Linked DNA regions of Mus musculus: region 1 is linked to region 2. Evidence: chromatin contacts called from public Hi-C data. All regions are on one chromosome and are shown on one strand. Each heading gives the region's core, a stretch centred on a gene start, on an enhancer-like site or on the middle of the called end of the contact. The rest is flanking DNA. Distances are from core to core; before and after follow the strand shown. Region 1 has its middle 21 kb from the start of Gm39359. Region 2 overlaps Smad3 (SMAD family member 3).

Evidence for each region. A called contact is a pair of places that touch in the nucleus more often than the background predicts.
Region 1: a contact with region 2 is called in a Hi-C map of myocytes, with 2.0 times the contacts expected there. The contact joins two enhancer-like sites. A contact is called at or near these places in 4 of 15 datasets of contacts at CTCF or cohesin (CD8 T cells, the NIH/3T3 cell line, embryonic stem cells and 1 more), 11 of 484 Hi-C or Micro-C datasets (CD8 T cells, the G1E-ER4 cell line, double positive thymocytes and 7 more), 4 of 115 datasets of contacts at active chromatin or transcription factors (the 230-238 cell line, the HPC-7 cell line, double positive thymocytes and 1 more) and 3 of 9 other capture datasets (adipose tissue, embryonic stem cells and liver).

Annotation. Positions count from the first base shown.
Region 1 is chr9:63,813,399-63,820,287 of GRCm38.p6, reverse strand. No RefSeq gene overlaps it. Among named protein-coding and RNA genes, the nearest start is that of Gm39359, 21 kb to the right of the region's middle. Within about 2 kb of position 1,932, at least 7 of the 459 cell types and tissues checked have an H3K27ac peak or open chromatin away from gene starts, as enhancers often do. A contact at or near this core is called in embryonic fibroblasts and myocytes, where this site is marked.
Region 2 is chr9:63,697,473-63,704,283 of GRCm38.p6, reverse strand. The region is part of intron 1 of Smad3 (SMAD family member 3); the gene reads left to right. Among named protein-coding and RNA genes, the nearest start is that of Gm51710, 31 kb to the left of the region's middle. Within about 2 kb of position 1,448, at least 78 of the 459 cell types and tissues checked have an H3K27ac peak or open chromatin away from gene starts, as enhancers often do. A contact at or near this core is called in embryonic fibroblasts and myocytes, where this site is marked.

The DNA.
Region 1 (6,889 bases), core at 683-3,182, 120 kb before region 2:
TTATGTTTTGTTAGAGACAAGGTCTCATGTAGCCCAGGCTGGCCAGTAGCTCACCACATAGCCAAAAATGGTCTTGGACTCTGATCAGCCTATTCCTACCACCCAAGTGCTCAGATTTCAGGAGTGTGCCCATCTCTCCATCAGAGACTTCTATAAAAAAAAGTTTGATTTACATTTACTACTGTGTGCATGTGTATATAATATATACAGATATGGGTGTGATATATATTTATATGTGCGTATATGCATGTGTGTATGTATGTGTGTGTATATGTATACATGAGTTCATGCCACTGTGTGGTATGTGTCAACCAGAGGAGAGCTCTTAGGAGTTGGTTCATTCCTTCCACTGTGGGTTCCAGAGACTGTACTCAAGTCATCACTCTAATGTAACAGTAAAGGAATCAAAGCTGAGGCAAATGCTGGCGCACGCCTTTAATCCCTGTACTCAGAGGCAGAGGCAGGCAGAGCTCCTTGAGTTCGAGGCCAGCCTGGTCTTCAGAGTGAATTCCAGGACAGCCAGGGCTACACAGAGAAATCCTGTCTCAAAAAAACCAAAAACCAAAAACCAACCAACAAGAACAACAACCAGCACTGAGGCATTATCCATGCAAATATTAGCCACACCATTTAAAACACATATTTCTTGATGTGCGTGTGAGAACAACATGGGAGTCAGTTCTCCATTTCCATCATGTAGGTGCTAAGACTCAAATTCAGTCTTGGTCTCAGCCACCTTTACCGGTGGGCCATCTTGCCAGCCTCGCTGCAATGTTGTTTTCTCATAGTAACTGTAAAAATAAAAGAGTAACAACAACAAAAACCCATTTATGTCCAGCAACAGAGGCAATGTTAAAAGAGGACAGATCTGCAGAGTGACTGACACAGTCATTAAAAATAATTGAGAAGATGAAGCAGGAGAGTGGGAACCAGCCTGTGATATGACAATTGTTTTCACAGAGTTGAATGCAAAATTGGATTTTTATAGCTGTGTAAAAATGTTTTATGCATGCAGACAAGTGCCAGATGGGAACAAGGGAAAATAAATGAGTTGATCTGTCCAGAAAGGAGATCATGATTGAATTTTCAGATTCATTTTTATTTCTTAGCATAGTTATGCTGTTTTCGCACAAATAACTTCTGCATTTCATGTAGCAATAGATTGCATAAAGCAGCTGTGGGGAGCTAAGGAGCCATCAGGACACAGCTGGTTACGTTTTCTCCACTGCTCACTGGGCCACAGACACCACATGAGTTATAACTTAGCATGACCTTCCTCACAAACCATTTTAAAGGTAGATCTTGGAGGTGCTGGAAGGATTGCTCAGTGAGTAAGGACACTTGTTGTTCTTTTTGAGGAACTGGGTTTGGTTCCCAGCACCTACCTGATGGCTCACAACTCTCTGTTACTCCAGTTCCAAGGGATCCACTGCCCTCTTCTGGTCCCCCAGGACCCTGCACATGCATGGTGCCCAGACATAAACACAGGCAAACATACTTGTAAAAAAAAAATCATCTTGAATGATAGGTACCTTCAAGGCCAAGACTGGAGGACCGAGAATTCAAGACCTGGGCTATGTAGTGAACTTGAGTATGATAGCCTGGGCTACATAGTGAGCTTGAGAGTGATAGCCTGGGCTACATAGTGAGCTTGACTACAGAGTGAGGCTCTGTATGGAATGAATGAATGAATGAGTTATATGCTTATATTTATAGCATTTTATAAGCATTCATGCACAGAGTTTTTATGTGGACTTTTATATTTATTTCACTTGTGTGATACCTCAGCATAAAGTGGCCAGAATAGAAGGCAAATATGTGTTTAACTTTTTCATAGCCAGCAAACTGTTTTCCCAAGTGTCTGTCCCATGTGACACCATCCCCACCAGCAGTGCACACGCGGCAGAATGTCTGCATTCCACATGCTTGCCAACACATGTGTGGTCAGGCTCTGTAATGCCAGCCTGTCTCAGGGGTATGAGCTGTGCTGCAGGACTGCATTTCATTCTTTGAGGATTAATAATGCCAAGGATTTTTCGTTCTTCATGTGATTGGTATTGGTGTTTAGTCTCTGGAGAAGCTGCCCAAATCTCTTGCCCATTTTAAACCCAAGTTATTTCTCTTCATTGAATTGATGTGAAAAGAGATTATCTATCTGGAATACAAGTCAACGTTAAATTCTGTTAAGGATTTACACATAAGTCTGCATGCAGCTTGCCTTTCCATTCCTTAACATGGTATTTGCAAGGAAATGGTAGTGGCATCTCCTGAAGTCTGAGCAGCAGTTAGAGTGTTCACAGTCTTCACATCGAAACTTAAATGTTTGGGGCTGGAAAGAATAGCTTCCAGAAAGCAAAAAGGCAAGGCATGGAATGGGCGAAAACATTTGTAAGTCACATATCTGGAAAAGGACTTACATTAAGGGTATATCAAAAACACCAAAAAAAGAGAAAATCTTGCAGTAATAAAAAAAAAAAAGAAAATATGGTTGGAAAATGGGCAAAGAATTTGTAGACATTTCTCCAGATAGAACATACAAATAGCCATTAAGAACATGGATGTAGGGCTGAAGAGATAGCTCAGTGGTTAAGAGCACTGGCTGCTTTTCCAGAGGACCTGGATTCAATTCCCAGCACCCACATGATATACAACTGTCTGTAACTATGATTCCAGGGGACATGATACTCTCTTCTGGGCTCTACAGGTAACAGTGCATATGATGCAGAGATATATATACAGGCAAAACACCAATAAGTAATAATGATAATAATGATGATGATGACGACATCCAAGGGCATGTCTGTGGTGCACAGAGATTTGAGCTAAACACTCATACATATCAAATAAAAAATATAACTTTTTAACAAGTTGAGTACATATGGAGTATGTTTCAATACTCTGCTGTGTTGCAGTATTTAATCCATTTGATGCTAATTCTGCACTGGTTTGATTACTGAAGTTTTATGGATTTGGAAACTAAACAGCACAGTTTCAATAACCTCCACATTTCACGAAATTGTTTGGACTATACCATGTCTTTTTCTGCAATCCATTAATTTTTTTTAACATAAAAAGACTACTAAGGGCTGGAGAGAGGGCTCAGTGGTTAAGAGCACTAACAGCTCTTCCAGAGGTCCTGAGTTCAATTCCCACATGGTGGCTCACAGACACCTGTAATGGGGTCTGATGCCCTCTTCTGTCGTGTCTGAAGGAGCAACAGTGAACTCACATACACTAAATAGATAAATAAATAATTCCAAAAATTTGAAAAATGTGTAGCTTGGCCTTAGGAGGATTAACTAGCCCTTCCTGATGTCAAGACTTCTGACCCAGGGAGAGTGATGTCACTTGGATGGTCCTCCATTGCTTCCATAATGCTATCAACGTCTTCAGTGTAAAGATCCTGTCCATATTTTGTTGGTTCTGTTCCTCCATGTTTCATATTTTTTAAAATGAATAAATTGATTTTTAAAAAAAAATTGTGTGTACCTTTCTGTGGGTTTGTGCACATGAGTGCAGTGCCCATAGAGGCCAGAAGGTGGCGCCACATGCTCTGGAAAGCACCAGAGCACAGGTGGTTGTGAGCCACCAACCATGTAATAGAAACTGACCAGCAGGCTCCTTATCACTGAGCCATGTCTCCAGACCCATACTTTGCATTTTGGTGGCCCACAGAGTTTTAAAAAGAATTGTAACTGTAGAAATGCCACTGGGTTAGACTGAAGGGAAGAGCCACCATGAAGGTGAGCAGAGGCTCTGTGGGCACTCAGCTCCTGTCAGCAGAGAACGCTGTGACAGTTCTGCTGCAGATACCTGCCACCTCATTAAACGAGGATTTTGCTTTCACATTTCGAATTTCCAACTGTTGCTAGTATATAAGCTACAATTGGCTATCAAAATATTGATATTAACTGGGCATGGTGGTATACCTCCTTAATTTTAATCCCCACATTTGGGAGAAAGACACATGAAGATTTTAAGTTCTGGGGCAACATAAGCTATACAGTGAGTCTTAGGCTAGCCTCAGCTAGATAGAGACCTTATTTCAATGAACTTAAATAAATACGATATTTAATATATTTAATAATCCTGTGATTTTCCTAAATTCATGGACTAATACTGAGATATTTTGTGTGTGTGTATGTGTGTGTGTGTTTTCCTTTTAATTTTCTACCCATGTCATCTGCAGATTAAGAGTTTGTTTTTGTCCTTTCTTATCTACATGGATGTAATTTCTTTTTCTTGCCATATTGCACTGACTAGACGTTTAGTATCATGTAGAATGGAAATAGTGACAGTCTACATCCTGTTCTTGTTCTAGGTCTTAGGAGGAAGCATTCCATTGTATTCGTCAAACTCCAAGGTGTTTCTGCCCATCCTCAGGATTAGACTGTAATCCTTGCTAGTCGTTCAATGTGTGGACACATCCTCTGTGTCTAAGAGAGTCAGTCGTTCAATGTATGGACCATCCTCTGTGTCTAAGAGAATCAGTCGTTCAATGTGTGGACACATCCTCTGTGTCTAAGAGAGTCAGTCGTTCAATGTGTGGACCATCCTCTGTGTCTAAGAGAGTCAGTCGTTCAATGTGTGGACCATCCTCTGTGTCTAAGAGAGTCAGTCGTTCAATGTGTGGACCATCCTCTGTGTCTAAGAGAGTCAGTCGTTCAACGTGTGGACCATCCTCTGTGTCTAAGAGAATCAGTGGAAAGCAGTGGTTCAGCAATGCAAAGGCGAGATAATAAACGATGTTGTGACTTCCGCCTTAGGCTTTTTTTAAAGCATCACATGTTTTGAGGGTAGCTAGCTACAATGCCAAGCAGCCCTCTGGAAAGACTCATGTGGCGAGGGACTCTGATACCTTGGCTGGCCAATGAGGAGCTTAGCCTCTAACCAAAAGCCATGTGGAAGAGGCTGTACTAGAAATCAACCCTTCATCTCCAGGCAAATCCCAATCGCATCCCTGTGTGATGGCTTTGATGTTAGCATGTCATAACCTAGTGCCGCTTAGGAAAAGAGTCTCAAGGAATGATCTAGATGAGGTTATCATCTGGGCATGTCTGTGGGGAATTCTCCTGATCATTAATTAATCCCAGCCCACTGTGGGTGGTACCATTCTATAGGCTGGACCTTTCTCTGTATGAGAGTAAAGAAAGCTGAGTCACAAGCAAGAAGGAGGCGTGGGCATGTTCGTTCCTCTCTGCTCTAGCAGGAAGATGCGATGTGACTAGTTTCTCTCTTTTGACTTCCCTTCGATGGGCTGTAACTTGGAATTGTAAACAGACAAATGTTCCTCCACAATGTCAGGGTATTTTAATCATAGCAATAGAAACTAGAGCACCTAACCAGAACCTTCGCCATCACCTCTCGGGAAGCCCTGAGCTAGGTCAGATACCACAAAAGATAATACATGTTTTGTGTAAGCTACTATACTCAGGGTGATTCGCTATAAAGCAATGTGTAATTGACGCACATTTTCATGTCTCCAAGTGGGGTGCCACTATAGCAGACACCTAAAATATGGAAGCAGTTTTGGAACAGATGGCAGTGGATGGGGGGGAGGCAATGGACTTTGAGGAGACTGTAGGTAAGGACTTGACAGGAAGAGAGCATGAGATTTGAACCCCCAGAGCATGACTTTTGTAGAGTAGAAATCCAAGTAATGTGTCACCTGTACAGCGGGAAGTAGGAAATGTCACCAGAGAACCAAAGATGCGGGCTCAGAGATGTCATTCCAAGCTGTTGAAGGCCCGGTGTCCTTTCTTGCTGCTTATATAGTACAACACTATAGAAAAGATTATTGCATAAAGAGAGGAGACAGGGCTTGCTGCTTAAGATAGTTCTCATTTCTTCAGTTAGGGATCAGTGTTGCAGTGAGGACACGGCCCCTCAGGTCAGTGTCACAGTGAAGACATGGCCCCTCAGGTCAGTGTCGCAGTGAAGATGTGGCCCCTCAGGTCAGTGTTGCAGTTAAGATGTGGCCTCTTAGGTCAGTGTTACAGTGAAGATGTGCCCCCCACCCCAGGTCAGTGTGGCAGTGTAGACACAGCCCTTCAGGTCAGTGTTACAGTGAAGATGTGGCCCCCTCAGGTTAGTGCTGCATTGAAGACATGGCCTCTCAGGTCAGTGTTACAGTGAAGATGTGGTCCCCTCAGGTTAGTGCTGCATTGAAGACATGGCCTCTCAGGTCAGTGTTACAGTGAAGATGTGGTCCCCTCAGGTTAGTGCTGCATTGAAGACATGGCCCCTCAGGTCAGTGTTACAGTGAAGATGTACCCCCCCAGGTCAGTGTGGCAGTGAAGACATGGCCCCTCAGGTCAGTGTTGCAGTTAAGATGTGGCCCCTCAGGTCAGTGTTACAGTGAAGATGTGGTCCCCTCAGGTTAGTGCTGCATTGAAGGCATGGCCTCTCAGATCAGTGTTACAGTGAAGATATGGTCCCCTCAGGTTAGTGCTGCATTGAAGACATAGCCCCTCAGGTCAGTGTTACAGTGAAGATGTGGTCCCCCCAGGTCAGTGCTGCATTGAAGACATGGCCTCTCAGGTCAGTGCTGCAGTGAAGGCATGGATTCTGCACAGAGACAAGCCTAGTGTCCTCAGGAGACTGTTCTCCTGGTCAGGGTATGACTGTGGAATCCTTTGCCAAACCTAAGGAAAATAGAAAGTGCATCCTGTATGATTACACATTCACACTGAAGACTTATGTGTTTGTGTGTTTTCAAGACAGTATCTTTGGCTATCCTGGAACTAGCTCTGTAGAGCAGGTTAGCCTTGAACTCACAGAGCTATGAGAGAGTGATGATGATGATGTTAATAATAAGTCTTGTTCTCATTTCATTTCTGTTGCTGTGATAGACTACTCCGACAAATGCAACTTAGAGGTCAAAGAGATT
Region 2 (6,811 bases), core at 199-2,698:
ACCCAAGCCTGGCCTTAAAGAGCCAGAAACTTCATCTTGGAAGTCTGGAAATTGAGATGGCTGGCTCCCACTGACTAGCAAGAAGCTGAGGGACAAGTCAAACCAGGAGTCGACCACTGCAAAGCACAGGTACTGTGAATTTACCCTCGTGTGCTACATCATGATGTTTGGCTAAGGAGAAGCTGTATGCATAACAGCTGTCCTCAAAGATTATAATGGAGCTGAAAAGAAGTCCCATCATTGGTTATGTTATGGCTGTCATAGCACACTCTCGAGCACACACACACATGTCAGGTGATATAGATGTGGAAACACCTGAGTCTCATGCCTGTAGAATAAAAACAGAGCACATACAATCCTACCCAGAGAATAATAGTGTTCTACCGGTTTACATATTTATTATATTTTTATTATTTTAGAACATACTTCCTAATGATTTGGAGCCTCATTTGTGAGGTTTGGGAACAGGGATGCTGGCTTCCACAGACCAGCAAGTATCTGAAACACCAATCAAGCCATGATTACAAATCAGACCACAAGCTTTTTCACTGAGGTGCACTGGAGAGCCAAACGGTGCCCACAGACGATGCCACACTGTGCTGACGGAGTCCGATACCCTGTGTTTATGCATCTCTTGGCTTTGTCATTTTCTCCTGTGTATGATGTAATCTCTGGTTGATTTGCTCATTGTAGCCTCAGGAGTCAGAGGCTATACCATATATGTGCACAGCACCCCCAAACCCCCGCCCTGACATAGAAGAGAATGCAGTGTGGCAGTAACTGAGTGTAAGTCACCTAGCCAAGCATTTCCCAGAATGCATGTCACCATGCTCTTGTGGGCACCTACTAGGGAAGCCAAGAGGGCAGAAGGGCAGAATAAAGGAAGTCAGGAGTCACCAGAAGTAAACTTGGTGAACGTCTGTGGATGGATAACTGGGCACACCTCTGTGCAACTTGCTGACCCAGCCCCTGATGCTAGACCTCCCCCCCTTCTGTTAGATGCACCTGAGCCCACGAGCTCCTGTGCCAGCCACCTACTCTTTTTCCCACTGTGTTTGCAGGAACCTTCTGTGAGGTGGCATTTCTGGATAAGCCCAAAGGGCACATGCTTTCCTCAACTAGTACGAATATGTGCCCCCCCCCCTTTATTGTCATTGGTCACACCAGACACGAGCCTGTGACCTGAGCTTCAGTCCTGCTCTTCCATCCCGTTGTAGACGGAGGCAGTCAGCGCAGGGGAACATGACCCACCACTTTCTCAGCCTTCTCGGCCCCTTTCACTTTTATAGTTCAGCAGACATCTGTGATGGCTTGCTTCCAGAGTGCGTGGTATTTATTTTTGATTTGAAATATGAAAAGCATTTTTTTAAAGACAGCTGAGTCCTCTGAGCCATGCCCAAGGGAGCAAATGGTCTGAAATGTGAGCCTTGTGCTCACTGAAGCAGGATGACAGAGGCTGCTGCCGAGCCGATTTGGGCTGGCTTAGGTCACCGCTCAGCTCAAGCGCGTTGACCAGAAGAGCAACTTGTGGGCAAGAGCTGCGGCCGAGGGGCGATTGATTCCAGCCGCTCACTTAAGTGGGAGCCCCACATGCTGGGTTCCCACAGGGTGGGACCACGGCCTGGGAACCCACACACAGGCCCAGTTAAGCAACTTGCTTGACTAAGAGTTATCTGTCTTGGCAGGGCCAGCGTGTGGGGGCGTTCGTCCCTGGGAAACAGTCTTTGATGGACAGCTGCGAGTCCCTGGGCTGCTGTTTGGGTTTCGTCTTTCCTCATTTTAGCTCTGTGCGTGCTGGTGCTCTGGTGTCAGAGTTTATGTCACTTCCTTAGAGTGAGTACAGGTAACCTTCGAGGCCTTTTGGGAGCTTAGTTCCATCTTGTCAAGGGGTGTCAAGCCAGATGTTCTTGAAGCCTTCTTTACACGTCAGGAGATTGGAGCATGAATTGTGATTCCTGCCCCTCATTTCCTCTCGAGTGGTGGGGTGTATCCAAGACACTGTGTCCGGACCCCAGACTTCTGGGCTCCAGACGGTCAACCTGTGTCAGCCATGAAAATACTATAATTTGTCATTCTGTGTTAAATGGCCACTCCCTAAAGATGACTTTTTTCCAGTCTTATCCATGGCTGTCACTCAAAACTTTAAGCAATTTCTGGCACACAGTAGGCCCTCAGGAAATAGATCTCCCTCAGCTTGTGGATAGTGTGGCTGGCTCCAGTGGTGGTGTGGCACTGGCGTGTGTGTGTGTGTGTGTGTGTGTGTGTGTGTGTGTGTGTGTGTGTGTGTCTGCTCTGTCCTAGGCTCTTCGTGGTGGAGTTGGAGGCCATGCGCCTCCCATGCAGCTCCCTGGGGAAGAGATGAGCACAGCCCACATGGGCCGCCTCATTGCCAGCATGGCCTGGTGCTTGTGTGTGAGCAACAGGGCCTCTCTGGTGGGTGTTCTCTCACTGTTGTCCAGTGGGATCCATTTAGCTCTCAGACAAAGCAGGAGACTGGTCTCGGTGCCATGGGCTAAGCACTGGCTGCCTTGGGCCTCAAATCAAGACCAGATGCCAGTGTGAACCCAGGCGGCCAAGCTGAGGATTCTCTCAGAGCCAAGCTCACAGTGGACGAGCAAATATTTACCCTGTCTGAGGTTGAATGGGAAACGTCTACTGGCGTCTTGTTTTTCCTCCTCCTCCCTCTCCGCCTGCCGGACACCACCTTTAAAAAGAAAAGAGCTTGTCTTTAGTCCTCAGTCCTGGGTCCTCCTCAGGCAGGTCCTCTCCTTGAACAGGTGACTGGCCACCTGTCTCTGCTCTTCTGGGCACTAAGGCCTGCAGAGGGCAGTAGGCCACTCAGTCTCAGCCGGCCATGTGACAGTACAGTTTTTGCAGGGTTCTTATTGTCCTGTGTATGTCCTTGGTCTCAAGTCTCAGAAGTTGTATCATTGTCCCTGCCTGGACAATGGGGTTGACTGGACTGGTGGCTCATTGGCTGGTTGTATATCTACCTACCCTATGCCTCACAGGTTTTCTGCCTTTGGGTTCTGCCCAGTACCCTGGCAGAGAAGTTCAAAGGCAATAAAATAAAATGTGCCTTTCCCATCACTTAGGAAATATGACTAAGTCTGAGCTAGTCGAGGCCCAGCTATTTGTGGATATGGTTCTACATGGACTCTTTTTTTATGGTCTTTATTCTTGACCTGCTGGGAAACCTTTTGTGCGGGTGGGGTGGGTATTGGAAGTCTTACTAGGTAGGCTATGTGTAATGTAGAGAATGCTGTATGGGCTGCCTGCTTCATTACATGCACTGTGAAGAAGGGCATGCGCATGAGAATCAGAACTGGGTTTGGATCCCAGTCTTCTGCTCCTGACCCATTCTACAGCACTGGCCAAGTCATTAACCTTTCTGAGCCTTGACTCTGTGTGTGTGTGTGTGTGTGTGTGTGTGTGTGTCCCACCATATTGTTTCAGACAGGGTTTCTCACTGTACCTAGAGCATGTTACATTAATCCAGCTGGGCCAGCAAGCAGGCGAGCTCCAGGGACCCACCTCTGTGGTCCAGTGCTGCCCCTGGCCCTCATGTGGGTGATGGGGATCCTAACACAGGCCTTCATGCTTGTGTGACAGACACTTCCCTAACCGAGCCATCTCTCTAGCCCCTCTTTTCTTTTCTTTTCTTTTCTTTTCTTTTCTTTTCTTTTCTTTTCTTTTCTTTTCTTTTCTTTTCTTTTTCCTCTCCTCTCCTCTCCTCTCCTCTCCTCTCCTCTCCTCTCCTCTCCTCTCCTCTCCTCTCCTCTCCTCTCCTCTCCTCTCCTCTTCTCTTCTCCTCTCTTTTCTTTTTTTCCTTAAGAGGTTTTATGCGTATGAGTACTTTACCTGAATGTGTGTGCCAGATGCCTGCCAAGGGCAGAAATGGGTTTTAGATCTCAGACTCGGGAGTTACGGGTGACTGTGAGCTGGGAACCAAACCTGGCTCCTCTGTGAGAACAAGTGCCTTTAACTGCTGTGCTCTCTCCAGCTCCCCCTCCCCCGCTTTTCTAGTCTGTATTAGTGAAGGGATAGGACTCCCTGGTGGGGTTTGTGAGGGTCGAGGAAGCTAGTATGGACAAAGTCCATTGACTTTCTCCCAGGTGTATGGTGACGACTTGCCATTTCCACAATGTTTGGATTTTCTTAGATTCTTCTGAGTATCTTGACAGGCACTTGGGCTAGATGGAACAAGAAGAGGTTGCTCTTGATCTGTGAAAAGAATTATATGCAAGGTTTTTGTTGTTGTTGTTGTTGTTATTGTTGAAATGGTTTTTGAGAATTCTAAGTCCGGGATGTCTGATAGACAAATATAGTGTGAGTTATAGAGTTATTTTAAGTATTTTGCCTTTAGGCTGGAGAGATGGCTCAGTAGTAAAGAGTACTGGCTGTTCTTCCAGAGGTCCTGAGTTCAATTCTCAGCACCCACATGGTAGCTCTTTAGCTCCAGTTCCAAGGGATCCAACATCCTCACCCAGGCAGGCTTGCAGGCAAAACACCAATGCACCTAAGATTAAAAATAACAAATCAATAAACAAGCAAATAAGTAAATAAGTATTTTGGCTCCAGCCAGAGAAACTGAGGCTCAGTAGCCATGTGTGGCTAGGGGGCTCACTGTAGTGTGCAGTATATTTGTAGCATCTACTCTACCTGCTAGTGTCCCCAGCTCTTTGGAGGGTAGCAGGCGCGTTCCCAGAGGCTGTGGCTCACTTGAGTTACACAGCCAGCGGGGAGTCCTGTGGGATTCGGAGCTTGTTGTTTTCTTCAGGAAAGGAGGAAGGAAATGCACCTGTGTGTGTGTGTGTGTCCCAGGCCTGAGCTGGACACACAACTTCGGTGATTCCATTCTGTCCTCCCAGTAGCCCGGCTAGTGGCTGGCTGACTGCCTGCCTGCCTGCCTGCCTTGTGCATTTGACTGATGGGGAAGTGAGTTCAAAATGCTCAGCAGCTCTCCCAAGGCCACATAGAGAGAGCTGGGAGCTGAGCCAGGACCTGCTGACTCCAAAGCCAGATAGATACCTAGCTCATGTTTACCTGCCTCCATCCCCTGCCCAGAGAAAGCAAATTTGCATGTAGTTTCCCAGGGCTTTAGAATGAGTGTCAGGGTGCAGGTGGTAGAACCCAGAGCCTTGACACGTCCTTGCTTCAGAAGGCCTGAGCTTGCGTCGGTTGGGTCAGTGGGCAGGTAAAGACATTCCATTTGATTGAGGCTTCTGACTCGTTAGCCTTTGGCTGGGCTGGGTTACAGGTAGCTGGTTAGGGTGTGAGGCAGAAGAGAGGAGGGTTAGGTGGAGAGAGCTGGCTGTACTTTCCCCTCCACCTGAGCATGTTGGAGCCTCCAAGCAGCGGGACTTTCTGCTTGGGGAACCTCCAAGAATGTGGGGGCGGGATTGAGCAAGCCCTTGAATGCATGTGTATTTGCATGGTCACTTGTCCACCCACTCACTCAACAAGAATTTAATGGCTGTGCTTTGGGCAAGACAGTTGGCCTGTTAACTTGCCCTGTGCAGATATTGCCCCAGTGTATTTTCCAATGCACAGCAGCCTTATCCACCCCTTTATAGGCATGGGAAGCTGAAGCTCAGGGGGCCAGTCCCTTGCCAGGACTGATGGTTACTGACCGGAAGGGGAGGGGCTTCAGGGCTAAGAGTTTTGACTCCCCCCCTCCCCTCCCCTCCCCTCCCCTCCCCGCCCCCCTCCCTACAGAGCCATCAGCCAACAGGAAGTCTGGGCACTGAGCGACATTCTCAGGCTTTTTGGGTCTTTCATTGTGCTTGTTTGGTTTTTAAGAACCATCACAGTGATCCGGATGTGCGGGACCAGAGTCAGGTGGAGGTGCTCCTTCCAGTCCTCCTCTAGCATGGGGGTGAGGATGGGGGGTGACTGGCCAGTGCTTGGGGATGTGTAGCTTTCTGAAGACTATAGAACTCACAGGGTAACTCTCCAGAGCTTTAGTCATTGCCCCTCACCCATCCTCCCATGGGTTGGATACTAGTCCTGACACAGGCTCCGGTACCACACAGGTCAGGCCCTCACCAAGTATGACATAGGGCAGGGATGGCCAATCCACCCTCCTCTTCAGGAGTCAGCCTGCATGGGAGACCATGCTTTTTCAGGGCCTGCCTGGCTAAGGCTGGTGTAGTAACAGGACAGAGAAGGGGTGGGGGAGCCCCCACTCAGGGCATCTCTCTGCTCTCCCCTGAGAGCGTTTCTTTGTCCCTCTCCCTTCAAGCACAGAGCAGGCTCAGGCTGCAGCCTTCCCTGGGTTCTGAAAGACCCTGAGCAGTTACTTTTTACAGAGGTAACAGCTGGTGCCAATTGGTGGAGAACCTTTTTCAAACTTCTGCCCACAGGATAATCTTGCACGTAGAGATGGCAGCTACACAGTGGGAAGACATCTTAGGGAGAGACTAGCGGGCCTTTGGCTCTGTGAGAGGGAGTGGAGAGGACAGGGGCATGCCTTATCTCCCTGTGTGCACTTAGCAGCTTTCCTTGCAGGGAACGGGAAGTGAGTGTTGAGAGTTGAACCTTCCCAGGGTGAATAATTCTGTCCCCACAGCCCTTGCAGGGTCTTTTGGACAGCTTATGGTTTTACCTTCAATGAAACTGTAGGGACCATCCACCCTGGGGAGTGTTGAGAGCCCTCGCCCACTCCCAGCCCGGCAGGCCCCCTTGTGAAGAGACTGAAGGTAGAACAGCTAGTGGCAGTGGAGTGCTCCCTCTCCCTCCCCTCTTGCCCTTCCCTCTTCTCCCTCCTCCTTCTCCTCCTCCCTCCTCTTCCTCCCTTTCTCCTCCCTTG